Linked DNA regions of Sus scrofa: region 2 is linked to region 1. A link is a contact called in public Hi-C data. All regions are on one chromosome and are shown on one strand. The core of a region is the stretch at or near the end of the contact, and the rest is flanking DNA. Distances in the headings are between cores, read along the strand shown.

Region 1 (6,340 bases), core at 3,501-6,000:
AAGCACTTTATCTAAAAATCTCAATTTCTTTATTTCTAATATGGCAATGTCATTTGCTCTTACCTACTTGAGATGGCTGGAATAAAAATAAAATGAGAATCTATGTGAGGAGTGCCCATCGTGGTACAATGGAAACAAATCTGACTAGTATCCATGAGAACACAGGTTTGACCCCTGGCCTCAGTCAGTGAGTTAAGGATCCAGCATTTCCATGAGCAGTGGGGTAGTCACAGATGTGGCTTGGATCCTGCGTGGCTGTAGCTGTGGCGTGGGATGGGGGCTACAGCTCAATTTGACCCTTAGCTGGGGGACATCCATATGCCACAGGTGTGGCCCTAAAAGGACAAAAAAAAAAAAAGAATATATGTGAAATGGCTTTGTAGATTATTGTATGCTAAATAAACAGAAGACATTAAAGAGTATCATATTCCTCATCTCTTGTTCAAAGATTTCCAACCAATGTGCTAAAATACTGACTGTCCCTTTCCCTGGCCCCCTCAGCCTTCAGAGGGCCAAGGAGCCTGACAAACAAATATAACCATTTTTATGTGTGCCGTGATGCAGAAAAATTTGGAAACCTTGCTCTAAAACACTACCTCATGTTAGCTGAAACGGGTTGGCCAACCAACTCCCTCCTCTGGATGATTTAGGCCTCACCACCCACTCTGTTATTCTTATGATCCTGATTCAAAGATAGTGTGTCACAGTTCCCCAAAGGATCAAAAAGGATCAAGCCTGAAGATCAAGGAGCTGCCACCACAAATATACAAAAAAAAAAAAAGAAACAAAATAAAAACTCTTAGGCGACAGCATGGCAAAGTATTTCCAGTAATTTCCAGTAATATCTGTCTATAAGCATCTTACGACATCTTAAAAGTTTAGAATAAAGAGGGAAAGAAAGGATGGAGGGAAGAAGAAAAAGAGAACAAAGGGAAGAGAAAAAGAAAATATATACTTTTGCCTTGTAGAGAAAAGCTGAGAATCCGCAAGAGCTTCCAAGACTACCTAAGATGAGTAGAGACTAAAGATTACTCTTATGTTCCTTTGGTTTACAGTCTTTTCCCTATTTCCCAGAACTAATGTTGGTGGATATCTGACTTTTAGACTGTCATGGTTCCTAAGTCATCATCATCCACATATTGTGGAACTACTCTTTCCGGTCGTAGATATATTGTTAGTTTTTCATCCATAGCCGTGTAATCTTCAATTCCTGATTAAATTTACTCCTTCCTCCATCCTGAATTTATTCCTTATTCCATCCTAAATTAATCATTCTGACCCCAGACTCTAACAATGCCAACCCTTATTTTTGCATCATCCACCCCTCATACTTCATACGCACACATGAACACATATCTACAGGTTTATATTCACCTTGTGGGAAAGCTAAGGCCTCCTCCAAACTTATTTCTTTTTGTCATATGTTTTGGGATGATATTCAACCAGCTGGTTAGGTACTTAAGATTAATAAAGAAAGAGACCTTCTAATGTCTGACAGAAAATCAGGTGAGATATCCCCACCTCGGGCCAAGAAAGGCGTAAAGAAAATGTGGTAGAAGCAGCCTAGGTAGTGCTTAAGAGCTCACAGCCTGGATTCAGATAACCTAGGCTCAATCCTGGCTCCACCAGTGTAATTCTGAGCACATTACTTTAGCTTCAGTTGATTGTTTAGTTTCCATTACTTCAGCTAAAAAAAAAAAAAAGAAAATTTTAGCCACATCATAAGGTTGTTGTGAGGATTAGATGAATAAACATGTAAAGCACTTAGCATGAGGCCTGGCACACAATAGGTGAACAAATGCTAATTTGTGTTATGGTGTCAGATATAATCTATCTTCTGTCTTTCTCATTGCTATAAAAGAAAACTAATTTAGCATAATTGACTCTTTTTAAAGTTATGTTTTCCTGCCCCCCAAAGTGAGGCTGCTAGATAGAGGGAAAATTATTTCGTGAGCAGAAGCTGGTTACTCTAATAAGGACTATGATGAGCTGCACAGGTCTCTTCAAGTTCTAACATTCTATGAAACAGGTGTCAAACATTTAGAACATCAACCCTTAATCAACAAACACTTCACCATCAAATCAGTAAGTTCGAATATGCACTCTAAACTTACATAAACTTTGGAAGGCCACTAACTTATTCTCAAAAGAGAATGCCCAATAAATACTTAATACAGAGGTGATATGGAGGGAAAAGAGATGTCAAGATGGGCAGCAACATAACAGAGGCTTATGGACCACGCCATGGGAACATCTTATTTGCCCTTCCTAACCATGCCAAATCCCAAAGCAGACGCCTCAAATGAAAGACAAGAAAAGGAAAACAAAGTACACCAGAAATTTAAACTTTTTACTCAACTGTACCCAGTGGGTGGGTGATCTTTAACATGTATTAAATAAGAATAAACTTATCCATTTCTAAATCCAGTGGATTGCCACAACACTGGCCACACACAGCTATCCCTATAAAGAAACCTCAATACCACAAAACAGGAACTAAATAAGTAGGTAGTCTTACTTCCTTCTCTAGGTCTAGGAAGGAATTTAGAAACACCGAAGTTTTGAAGTAGCTGGAGATTTCATCAGTATGAAGCTAGAATCTCTGCATTCTACTCTCCTCAGTGCCCAAAACTAGCTGTGTACAGTTTAAAAAAATAATAGCTCCACACAAAAAGTTACATTAACTTCTGGAGTTCCCGTCGTGGCGCAGTGGTTAACGAATCGGACTAGGAACCATGAGGTTGAGGGTTCGGTCCCTGCCCTTGCTCAGTGGGTTAAGGATCCGGCGTTGCCATGAGCTGTGGTGTAGGTTGCAGACGCGGCTCGGATCCCGCGTTGCTGTGGCTCTGACGTAGGCTGGTGGCTGCAGCTCCGATTCAACCCCTAGCCTGGGAGCCTCCATATGCCGCGGGAGCGGCCCAAGAAATAGCAACAACAACAACAACAACAAAAAGACAAAAGACAAAAAAAAAAAAAAAAAAAAAAGTTTCATTAACTTCAAAAAGACACTACCTAAGGAGTGCCTTTTAGTCTATCTGAAGGTTATATACCTCTTTTGAGAATTTGATAAAAAAAAATGGACATTCTCCCCAGCGGGGTTGAAAACGCACTCAAACAAAACTTTTCAACCATAATTGGGGGGGGGTGAAGGGGTGAGGAAACACCCTGAAAGTCACTGACCCCTAGACCATGGAACCCCAAAGCACAACCCAGGATTAAGGCAAACTAATTTATCAATCTGAAAAGATGAAAGTAACTGAGGCAGAGATTTTAACCCAGAAAATAAAATAAAATGAGACATATTTTCTCAGCTAATGGAGTGTTAGATGTAGTGGTTGGGAGAAAGTGTTGGCCATGTTAGCAAGGAAAGCAAAAAAAAAAAAAGAAAGAAAGAAAGAAAAGAAAGGAAAAACAAACAAACCAAAAAACCCCACAGGACTAACAAAAGAAAAGTGAATTTAAAACAATAGTGACGTAGAATCTGTTGTATTCACTCTGAGACAGCAGCGATAAAATAGCCAATCCCTGCAGACTTGACACAGGAATGATTTAACGTAACCAATTCCGGCGCACGTTCCCATGCCAAAAAAGCTAATTAAATTGCAATGTGAACACACACCTGCCACACTTGCAAGTGAAAACACAAGTTCACGAGAAGTCCTGCAACTCTTCCATTTTTTCCCTTTAGAACAGAGTTAGAGAAATGACATGCTTTAATCTAGGAAAAAATGAAGGGAGGGGGACAGAAATCCTAAAAGGGGGCGGCTAAAGGATCTGCAGGAAGTGCAGACTACAAACTTTTTTGAGATCAAAGGGTTCGAGAGGGAGATAAGAAAAAAACAAAGGAAGTAATAAGTAAAAGGGAAAAGCGTCTAGAAACAGTTCTTTAAAACAAAACAAAAAAAATCCTTTTTCCTAGACACGTAAACAGTAGTAACTTGGCAAAGAGGAACGGACGAGACGCCAGCACAACTTCCTTCCCAACTCCAGCATTCCTTGGCGGTCCGCGTAAGCTGAGCAAGGCTCAGGACCTTTCACAGGCGGGGCGCCTCCCTGCACCACTGCCCGAAGAGCCTCTCGCAGGGACTACCGCGTCTCCCTCCCTCCCACTGCGGAGGAGAGAAGTGCGGGATGCGGGGAAAGGCAGAGAACCGTAAAGGCTGGACCCCCAAACCTGACGGTGGCCCACTCCGAGTGGACCCACTCCTGGATCCTGCCACCCCTTTTCCCACTCGATGCGTGCAAAACCGGGAGGGCGCCGCCCCAGGAGGGCCGGTCCTACCTCTTCACCCGGCACACGCAGGTGGGACAGAAGGGAGGAAGGGGCAGAGATCCAAGGCCGAATACCTGAGCAGAGACAGATGGCACGGACTAAGGACAGAAGTGCCCAGTGAAAGTCCGGAACTGAGAGCCCCAGCGGCAACGTGTCCCGCCCCGTCAACCCCTCCCAGCCGCCTTCCCCCGCCTCTTCCCCGCCGGCCATCTCCGCCTTCACCTGTCCGCGGAGAAGCCAGCGGTTCTCACGTCGAGTATCAGCCCTGCCTTCTGCTCTCCAGAGTTGCCTCAGCCCTGGCCCCAAGTGAGCGGAAACGCGACCTGAGCCTCCTCCTTCCTACCCTCCCCCCCACGCACCTCGGCTCCGCGGGGGCGGGGAGCAAGTGCAGCTGTCACAGCCTCACCCTGACCGACGGCCGAGGACACGCAGAGCCGCGGCCTCCCAACCCGGCCTGCAACCCCCGAGCCGAGAGCAGCGGAGCCGGAAGTGAGGGGACCGGAAGTAGCGTTGTCCGTGGCTCTGGACGGCCTCTCTCTCCCTCGATCTGGCCGGCCCAGCCGCGTCTCGATGGTGCCGGCGCACCTCCCCCAAGGCCCCCTCCACCGCCCTCCGGGAGGCGGGCCCCGCCCCTCCCTCTGCGGCCCTAGCAACCACATCCGGGACTCAGCCGGCGCCGTTGCCCGGGTAATTTTCTAGCTGCGGTGGGATCACCAAGGGGTGTGAGCGCGGGTAAAGAAGCACTTGCCAGAGTTGCAAGCTCGCGGGGAGACTCGTAGGCTGGTCTTGAGTGGTCGGAGGTCCAGAAGCCTTCAGCATCCTTTCTTTCTCACTCACACACCCCAGCCTCGGACGTTAGGCGCGCCCCCCCCCGCCCCCTCCGCGCCCCGCGCCCGGCAACAGACGGTGAGCCGGTGGCGGGAGGGTTGGAGGTTGAAGGTAGCTCACCGCCTGGCCCTCCTAGGAGAGCCAAAGCTTATTTCTCAGCTGCCGGAGAGCATATAGAAGGTTATTCCAGCCCCTTGGGGGGGGGCGGGGAGAGAATGCAGAATTTATGGAGTATAGGGGATGCGGGCGCCTGACTCTTCCTTCTTCCCCAGTGCTTGGAAGGACCCACTCTGGCCACGTCACTCACGCCCACCCCCTTCAGGAAGACCAGAACCCCTTGCCCTGCGTCCCTGAGTTCTTACGACCTGTTCTGTTTTGTGATCATTTCTGCTCTGCTCGCTCGCAGGCAGTGGATCCATGATACTTTGCTTTCCTGCTTCCCTTTCTTCATCCAGGTGACCAGTTTCTGCTAGCTTTGCTCGCCCCGTTACTTAAACAGATTACTGCCCTGCCTACAGAAACCGCTGAACAACCTTTCTTTCAGAGCCCTTTGTAGTTTCCTAAGAGGAGGCTCCAACCTGTACCTCGGATGTTCTCCCTGTCCCCAGCGCTGTATGCAGAGAAACCTGAAGCTCATTTACACACAATACAGACCCGTGATCCACCCCGCGCACATCTCCCTTCAAAGTTCTGGACTGCTTTTCCTTTGACAGCTCTTGGGTGCTCGTTTTCACCGCCATTTCACTTGCAGAAATGCTAAAGGTAACAGTACTCTCTGTGGGATCTCCCTCTCTTTAGACTTGTACTACTCACCTGCCTTGCTGCATTAATCAACAAGCCATTTTTATTGACTAAGCGCCCAAAGGCAGAACTCTGCTTCTCCAAATTGAGGGGGAGAGTTTCAGCGTAGTGAATGGTACATCCCTGTAGATATCGTCCGCATATCTGTGAACAGTAAAAACCCATGACACCACAAATGTTTCAAAAGTAAATAACAATATTTATTATCCGAGCTCTCCAGGACACCTCTGCAAAACCATAATGAAATCCTAAAACATTAATCTGTGGTTAAAGGGTCCTTATCTTAAATGGCTCTGTCCTTAACCAAAAAAAGAAAAAGAAAGAGTGAATATATATAAAAGTAATGCATAGAGTTCTAACAGTTTACTGTGGATATTCCTTTTCCAGGCCATCTGGTTAGTCTTCTCAATTGTAAGGAAAGGACCCCAATCTAAAATA
Region 2 (6,685 bases), core at 800-3,299, 85 kb after region 1:
GTCACCTTCTGGGTTTACACCAGCCAGATCACTGATGATGGCAACTATGGGAAGTTGGTGACTCACAATGACTTGCAGACAAAGGGCTAGAGATGAGATGGCTGTCTGATGCCTCTCTCTATCTGCCTGTCTCTCTTGGCACCACAACCAACATAATTGTGATATTCCAGTCTGGGATGCTTAGGCCCTTCACTTCAGCTGAACACACAAAACCTAACCTGCTCTATCGAATCGCTCCAAACACTGGTATAAACTACCACCTCCTTCCTTGGTTTTAGTTCAGTAGGATTTCCACCTCCGTTCTAACCCACCTGGGTTCTATTTGGTTTGTTGTTAATGACCTCTGAGCAAATGGTATTCAAGAAGGGAGAAAGGTCAAATACAGACTCACTTTTCCCCTCCGAGAGGATATTCTGCTTTGGAAATGGGCCTTTTAAAAGACCATTCCTCTCTTAGCCATACATCCAGCAATTCAGCTTCTTGGTATTTTCCCAAAGGAGTTGAAAACGTGTGTTCACACAAATCGCTGCCCCCAGATGTTTCCAGCAGCTTTATTCCTAATTGCCAAAACTTGGAAGCAACTGCGATGTCCGTCGTAAGTGGATAAGTTAACTGTGGTCCATCCAGACAAAGGAATTATTATTCAGCACTAAAAGCAAATGAGCTATCAGGCCAGGAGAAGATGTAGAGGACACTTACGTGCATATTACCAAGTGAAAGAGGCCAAGTTCAAAGAGCTGGACACTTTATGAGTCCAATTATCCAACTATCTACCATTCTGGAAAAGGCAAAACTATGGAGACAATAAGAAGATCAGCAGTGGTCAGGGGCTAAGGTGGTGGTGAGGGGTGGAAGAACAGGTGCATAAACAGGTGGATGGAGCATTTTCAGGGCAGGGAAACTACTCCGTTGGATGCTATGACGATGATACATGTCATTATTACCAAACCCATAAAATATATACCGCCAAGAGTGAACCCTAATGTAAACGATGAACTTGGGGTGGTTGTGATGTACCCATGTGTTGATCAATTATAACGAAAGTACTACTCTGCTGGGGAGTTGATAATGGGGAGGCTGTGTTTGTTTGGGGGAGGCACGTGAAAAATCTCTATTTTCCTCTTAATTTTGCTGTGAACGTAAAACGGCTCTAAAAAATAAAGTCTTGGAGTTCCCGTTGTGGCACATCGGAAACGAATCTGACTAGGCACCATGAGGTTGTGGGTTCGATCCCTGGCCTTGCCCGGTGGGTTAAGGATCCCGCGTTGCTGTGGCTCTGGGGTAGGCCGGCAGCTGCAGCTCCGATTCGATCCCTAGCCTGGGAACCTCCATATGCTGTGGGTGAGGCCCTAAAAAGCAAAAAATAAAATAAAATAAAAAATAAAGTCTTTATGAAGGAAAAAAAAGAAAAAAGAAAGAAATCAAACATAACAAGAGGATTTCTCGCTGGACAAGCAGAACACACACTTCAGACATGGGTTCAGCATTATCCTTTTTCTCCTGAGGGCTTGGACACTGGGGGCACTCAGGGCCTGGGGACCAGGATGTACCTGGCTGCAGAGAGCTGGGTTGGCCATTTCCTGATGGCACAGGTGTCCCTGCTGTCTAGACCTGCGCTGTCTGCGCTATCCAATGCATAGCCGCTAGCCAATGGAGTTACTTAAATTTAAATTAATAAAAAGAAAAGCTAAGCATTCCGTTCAAGCTGGCCCTGTTTCAGGTGCTCAGTAGCCTGTGTGGCTCATGGCTCCTGCCTTGGACAGCACAGAATCAGAACAGTTCCATCCTCTCAGAAAGTTCTGCTCTCCACTCCAGGAAGCCCCTGAGGCTGACTTGGGGGTTGGGTAAAAATCACAAAGCACGCGTGTGGTCCGGGCCCCCCGGTCCCAGATCCTGCATGATATCCGAGCAAGTGGACTCTGCTTCCATGGGGACCGTTTCAACAGATAGAGCCCACGCAGGGCTGGGACGGAAAAGGGCTTGCAAGGCGTGCTGACTGAATCAGTGCTTGAAGAACAACTTCTCTTTTGCAATTCTTGCTGGTCTGACAGGCTCCTGCAGAATTACATCACTTCCTAAAAAACAGGCAAACACCTCTCCTTTAAGTTAGCACCGACCCAAACAAGCAGGAAACAGGAAATGTTCACGTTTCTGCAGGGCTGAAAGTGCGACCAGCATCATGCTGCGGAGCGCGGACCCCCAGGCTCCCGGAGCCGCCCTCGTCGTCGCCCTGGTCATCGCGTCCCTCCCCACCAGCCAGGAGCAGGGTAAGCACCTCTAGGCTTTCCCTGCCAGGCAAGGAAGATAATGAAGGCTTGCTTGGTGCCCCAGGCTACAGAACTCTGCCGGGGAGAGAAATGGTCAGAAAAATCCAATCTTTTCTGTGAAAAAAGTAGAGAAAAGTGGAGCTGTCTTTTGGGGGTATGGGGGGAGGAGGGGCTTGGCTAGGATTACAGCTGGCTAATCCACCTCCAGCTTCCCCAGATCTTTGTTTTCTAAGATGTGTGGGTCCCAGTTATTTACCGGCTTTAATGGGCACATTAAGAAAACGATCAGCTCTTTGGCAGTTCCGGTAAGAGACTGTTTCCATCAGCTGAAACAGGAATAAGGAGTTTACTTTTACTAACGTGGGCTGAGAAGTTAGCTGGTTCTAAAAACTCCTGGAAAAAAACTGGGGTATGGAAATTGACTCCTGGAAAGTAAATTAAAACATCGAAAGTTTAAAAAAAGGAAAAAATGTAAACAGGAAACTATCTGAGGAATTACCAGGCGTCTCCTCTAATTTATAAAGTCTTTCATCTGTTTTTCTTTGATCTTGTTACTTTGGGAGAGATTTTCTTTGCATTGATTGTCACTCATGAAGATTTGTTTTAAGGAGTAAGGTGATTGCAGCGAATCAAAGGCACCAGAAAAGACAAAATATTAAATCTCGTAATTTTGAGTTAAGAGAGGCAATTGATTTTATATGCTGACGGTTGCTACAGCAAGGGCAGTCGTCCTGCACTGCCTCTTACCGTTGGGTGGATTTGCCCTTTGGGTAAATAAACTAGTTGCCTGTGGTTCCTGTCAGTGGACACTGCCTGCTGCTAATGCAGTATTGGACCACAAAGAATGGTCTCAAGCAGTGGTTCTTTAAACAGGATGGGAGAAATCAGATAGTACCTCACAGAGAGGCTGCCCCCTGGAGACTGGCAGTGGCACCCTACCCATCTCCCTTTCTCTGGGTGCTTCTCCCTGTGGTCTCACTAGGCCCCGGAGATGGAAAGTGAGAGGCCAACCATTCCAACTGGAAGGATGTTTGGTTGCAATAGAGGTTCATGTTCCAAGTGAGTTTGGGGATAACATGTTTCTTAATGCACCAAGTTTTGGAGCTGGAAGGGAACTTAAAGACGATGCAGCTCAGGAGCTCCCACTGTGGTGTCACAGGATCCACGGTGTCTTAGGAGCGCTGGGATGCAGGTTCGCTCCCCAGCTCGACACAATGGGTTAAGGATCTGGCATTGCTGCAGCTGTGGCTTAGGTTGCAACTGTGGTTTGGATGTGATCCCCAGCCTCGCCTTTTTTGTGCTGTGAGGCCAAAAACGAGGGGAAAAAAATAATGCAATTCAACCTGTGCTAAGGCTACTGCTATTCTGGGGGTGCAGTGGTGCTGGAGGTGCAGGTGAAGAAACAGATAGAGGAAAGTGGAACCCACCACCAGTCAGCCCTCCTGACCTGGACTCCAGGGTCTCTCCGAATCCGACTAGGAACCATGAGGTTATGAGTTCAATCCCTGACCTTGCTCAGTGGGTTAAGGATCCCGCATTGCCGTGAGCTATGGTATAGGTCAAAGAGGCAGCTCAGATCTGATGTTGCCGTGGCCGTGGTGTAGGCTGGCAGCTGCAGTTCTGATTCAACCCCTAGCCTGGGAACCTCCATATGCTGCAGGTACGGTCCTAAAAAGAAAAAAAAAGAGAAGAAAATGATAGAGTCACAGTGTCTGCAATTCAGGAGATGCACAAGGACTACAGAAGAGACTCAGTGACGTTCTCTCCCCTGATCAGTGACCCTTCCCCTTCCAGAGCTTCTGTTGCTCCTCATTTACGACCACCCCTTCCCCGGCCTCCCTCCAACCTCTTCTCCACGGCAACTCCTCCTGTCGAGCTCCTCTCCATCCGCAACCCCTCAGTCACTCCGAACAGGTGGAGCCTGTGCCCCAGGCCTCTGTGATACTTGCCACTAGTGATGACAATTTTCTTTTTTTCTCTTGAGTGAACTCCTATATAACATTCAAAGGCCCAGACTGGGTGTGACCTGCTCCTAGGCGTCTCTCTCTCTCTCTCCCTTCCCTGGTGCCCTGCCTGTTACACCCCCACAGAGCTAACCTGCTGTCAACACAGCAAACACCTTGGAAGCAGAACTGGGCCTCTGTCCCTGTCTCCTACCCAGGGAGTGAGCTGTGAGCATCTCCAGGGAGAAGAAAAATTCTTTTTCATCCATCTGCGATTTCCCCAAAACTTGTAAGGGGTCTGCGTAGATGAGGAACTCTGTCACTGTTGTTTTTGCTTTTTAGGGTGGCACCTGCAGCATACAGAATTTCCCAGGCTATGGGTTGAATTGGAGCGACAGCTGCTGGCCTACGCCACAGCTCACAGCAATGCCGGAACCTTAACCCAGTGAGTGAGGCCAGGGATCGAACCTGCGTCCTCATAGATGCTAGTTGGGTTCGTTACTGATGAGCCACGACAGGAACTCCCAGTCATTGTTGATCAACACTAAAATCGTCCTAGAAAGCTGATCACTAAAGCCAATGAGCTCCCGAATGCAGGCTGTGCCAGGATGTCAGGAGGAGCAGAAGTTGAAAGCATTTCGGGGGAATGCAGGGATTTCCGGGATCATCCCACACACCCCTGGGGCCCTGCCTTGATATTCAGTGTCTGAAAATGCACAACTGCCCACTTGCAAGCAGCTGTACCATCAGAGTTCCTTACTTTGAGATTAGTCGAGGGAAAGGCTTTTTTTTTTTATGGCCATGCTCCTGGCATATGGAAGTTCCCAGGCCAGGGACTGAATTCAAGCCACAGCTGCTGCAATGCTGAATCCTTTAACCCACTGCACCAAGCTGGGGATCAAACCCGTACCTCTGCAGTGACTGGAGCTGCTGCAGTCAGATTCTTAACCCACTATGCCTCAGTGAGAACTCCAGGAAAGACTATTTTAAATGAAGGACTGAATATATACTGTAAAATTAAGTAAGGTCTATCCTTTTGAACCAATAGCACTTGAGACTTTAGAGGGTAAGTTATTTTACAGGTGTTACACTTGTATTTATTTCCTTGAATTCTTCAAGAAATATCTAGGAGATGTTTGGTAGAAGAATCCAGTCTACCCAATAGCCTGACTCTCTCCCTTGCAAGCATATTCTAGGATGTGTCTCAAATCAAGCTTTTATTAACCACAAACAGGCAACTTTATCTAATACCTGAGGTTCCCTGCAGCCAGCATCATTACTGCTGAGTCAGTATCTTTTTGCTTTATGTAGATAGAGAGTCTGATGCAGGAGTGCTATCTGAAGTGAAATAATCCACTCAGAAATCACCAGGAGAGAAATGAGAAAATAGCTTTTGTGGGATTTTAACCACAAAAGAATAGCTAAGAATACCCAGCGTTCCTGTTGCACAGCGGAAGCGAATCCGACTAGTATCCATGAGGACTCAGTTCGATCTCTGGCCTCGCTCAGTGGGTTAAGGATCCAACATTGCCGTGAACTGTGGTGTAGGTCGCAGACACGGCTCGGATCCCTCATTGCCGTGGCTGTGGTGTAGGCTGGCAGCTGTAGCTCCGATTGGACCCCTAGCCTGGGAACCTCCATATGCCGCGGGTGTGGCCCTAAGAGACAAAACAAAACAAAACAAAAAAGAAGAGTAAGGACCATATACTTGTTGGATGAACCTTAAAAAGGAGAGAAAGAATGGAAGGAAATACTAGTTGCATAGATGAAGCTGTACTTTCTGATACTGTTCTTATTTCAATGTGTGACTGCCACCTGCTCTTTCCTGGGACTGTCCCAAGTTCAGCTAGTAATGACAATGATGGTGAACATACACAGCGCTCAGCATGTGCCTGTCCTTTTTTTTTTTTTTTTTTTTTTTTTGGCCATGTTCTTGCCATGTGGAGGTTCTCAGCACAGGGACAGAACCAGAGCCACAGCAACGAAAACACCAGATCTTTAACCCACTAGGCCACCAGGGACCTCCTCGCGTATATGCCGGTTCTGAACACTTTACGCATATTGATTCATTTAATTCTCATAACAGACCCCATATAGTGGGTACTATTATTGCTGTTTTACAGATGAGAAAACTGAGGCACAGAGGAGTTAAGTGACTTGCCTAAGGCCACACAGCTAAGTAGTAGATCTCAGTAAGTTTCAGCCTCAGGAGTCCATGCTCTAACAATACACGGTATTTCCCTCTGGGTTTTCAGGGGTTGTCATTCTGCCAGGCTGCGGGTCTAGTTTCAGGTTTGGAAAAGAGTGTCTGTCGTGCCTTCTCAGCTATGGCAGTGCGTCTCATAAACCTGGTTTACCACATAAAGGAACTGTATTTGTTCAGCTGGGTCAGAGACTAGCTGCCAGGCAAAGGGATGGCTGAGTTGAGTGAAACTTTGGCCTCCGGAGGGGAAGGGAAGGGCTCAAAGGTACAGA

Evidence for each region. Hi-C and Micro-C count contacts between places; a contact is called where the count stands out from the background.
Region 2: a contact with region 1 is called in a Hi-C map of liver, with 4 times the contacts expected there. The contact joins the promoter of TMEM154 here to the promoter of ARFIP1 in region 1. A contact is called at or near these places in 2 of 47 Hi-C or Micro-C datasets (liver and skeletal muscle) and 2 of 2 datasets of contacts at active chromatin or transcription factors (alveolar macrophages and skeletal muscle).

What each region holds. Positions count from the first base shown.
Region 1 is chr8:76,265,678-76,272,017 of Sscrofa11.1, forward strand. It overlaps ARFIP1 (ADP ribosylation factor interacting protein 1), which reads right to left and starts at 4,751. Exons shown (of 9, transcript NM_001252233.1): 1 at 4,633-4,751.
Region 2 is chr8:76,353,001-76,359,685 of Sscrofa11.1, forward strand. It overlaps TMEM154 (transmembrane protein 154), which reads left to right and starts at 2,050. Exons shown (of 7, transcript XM_003482422.4): 1 at 2,050-2,267. The coding sequence starts at 2,180.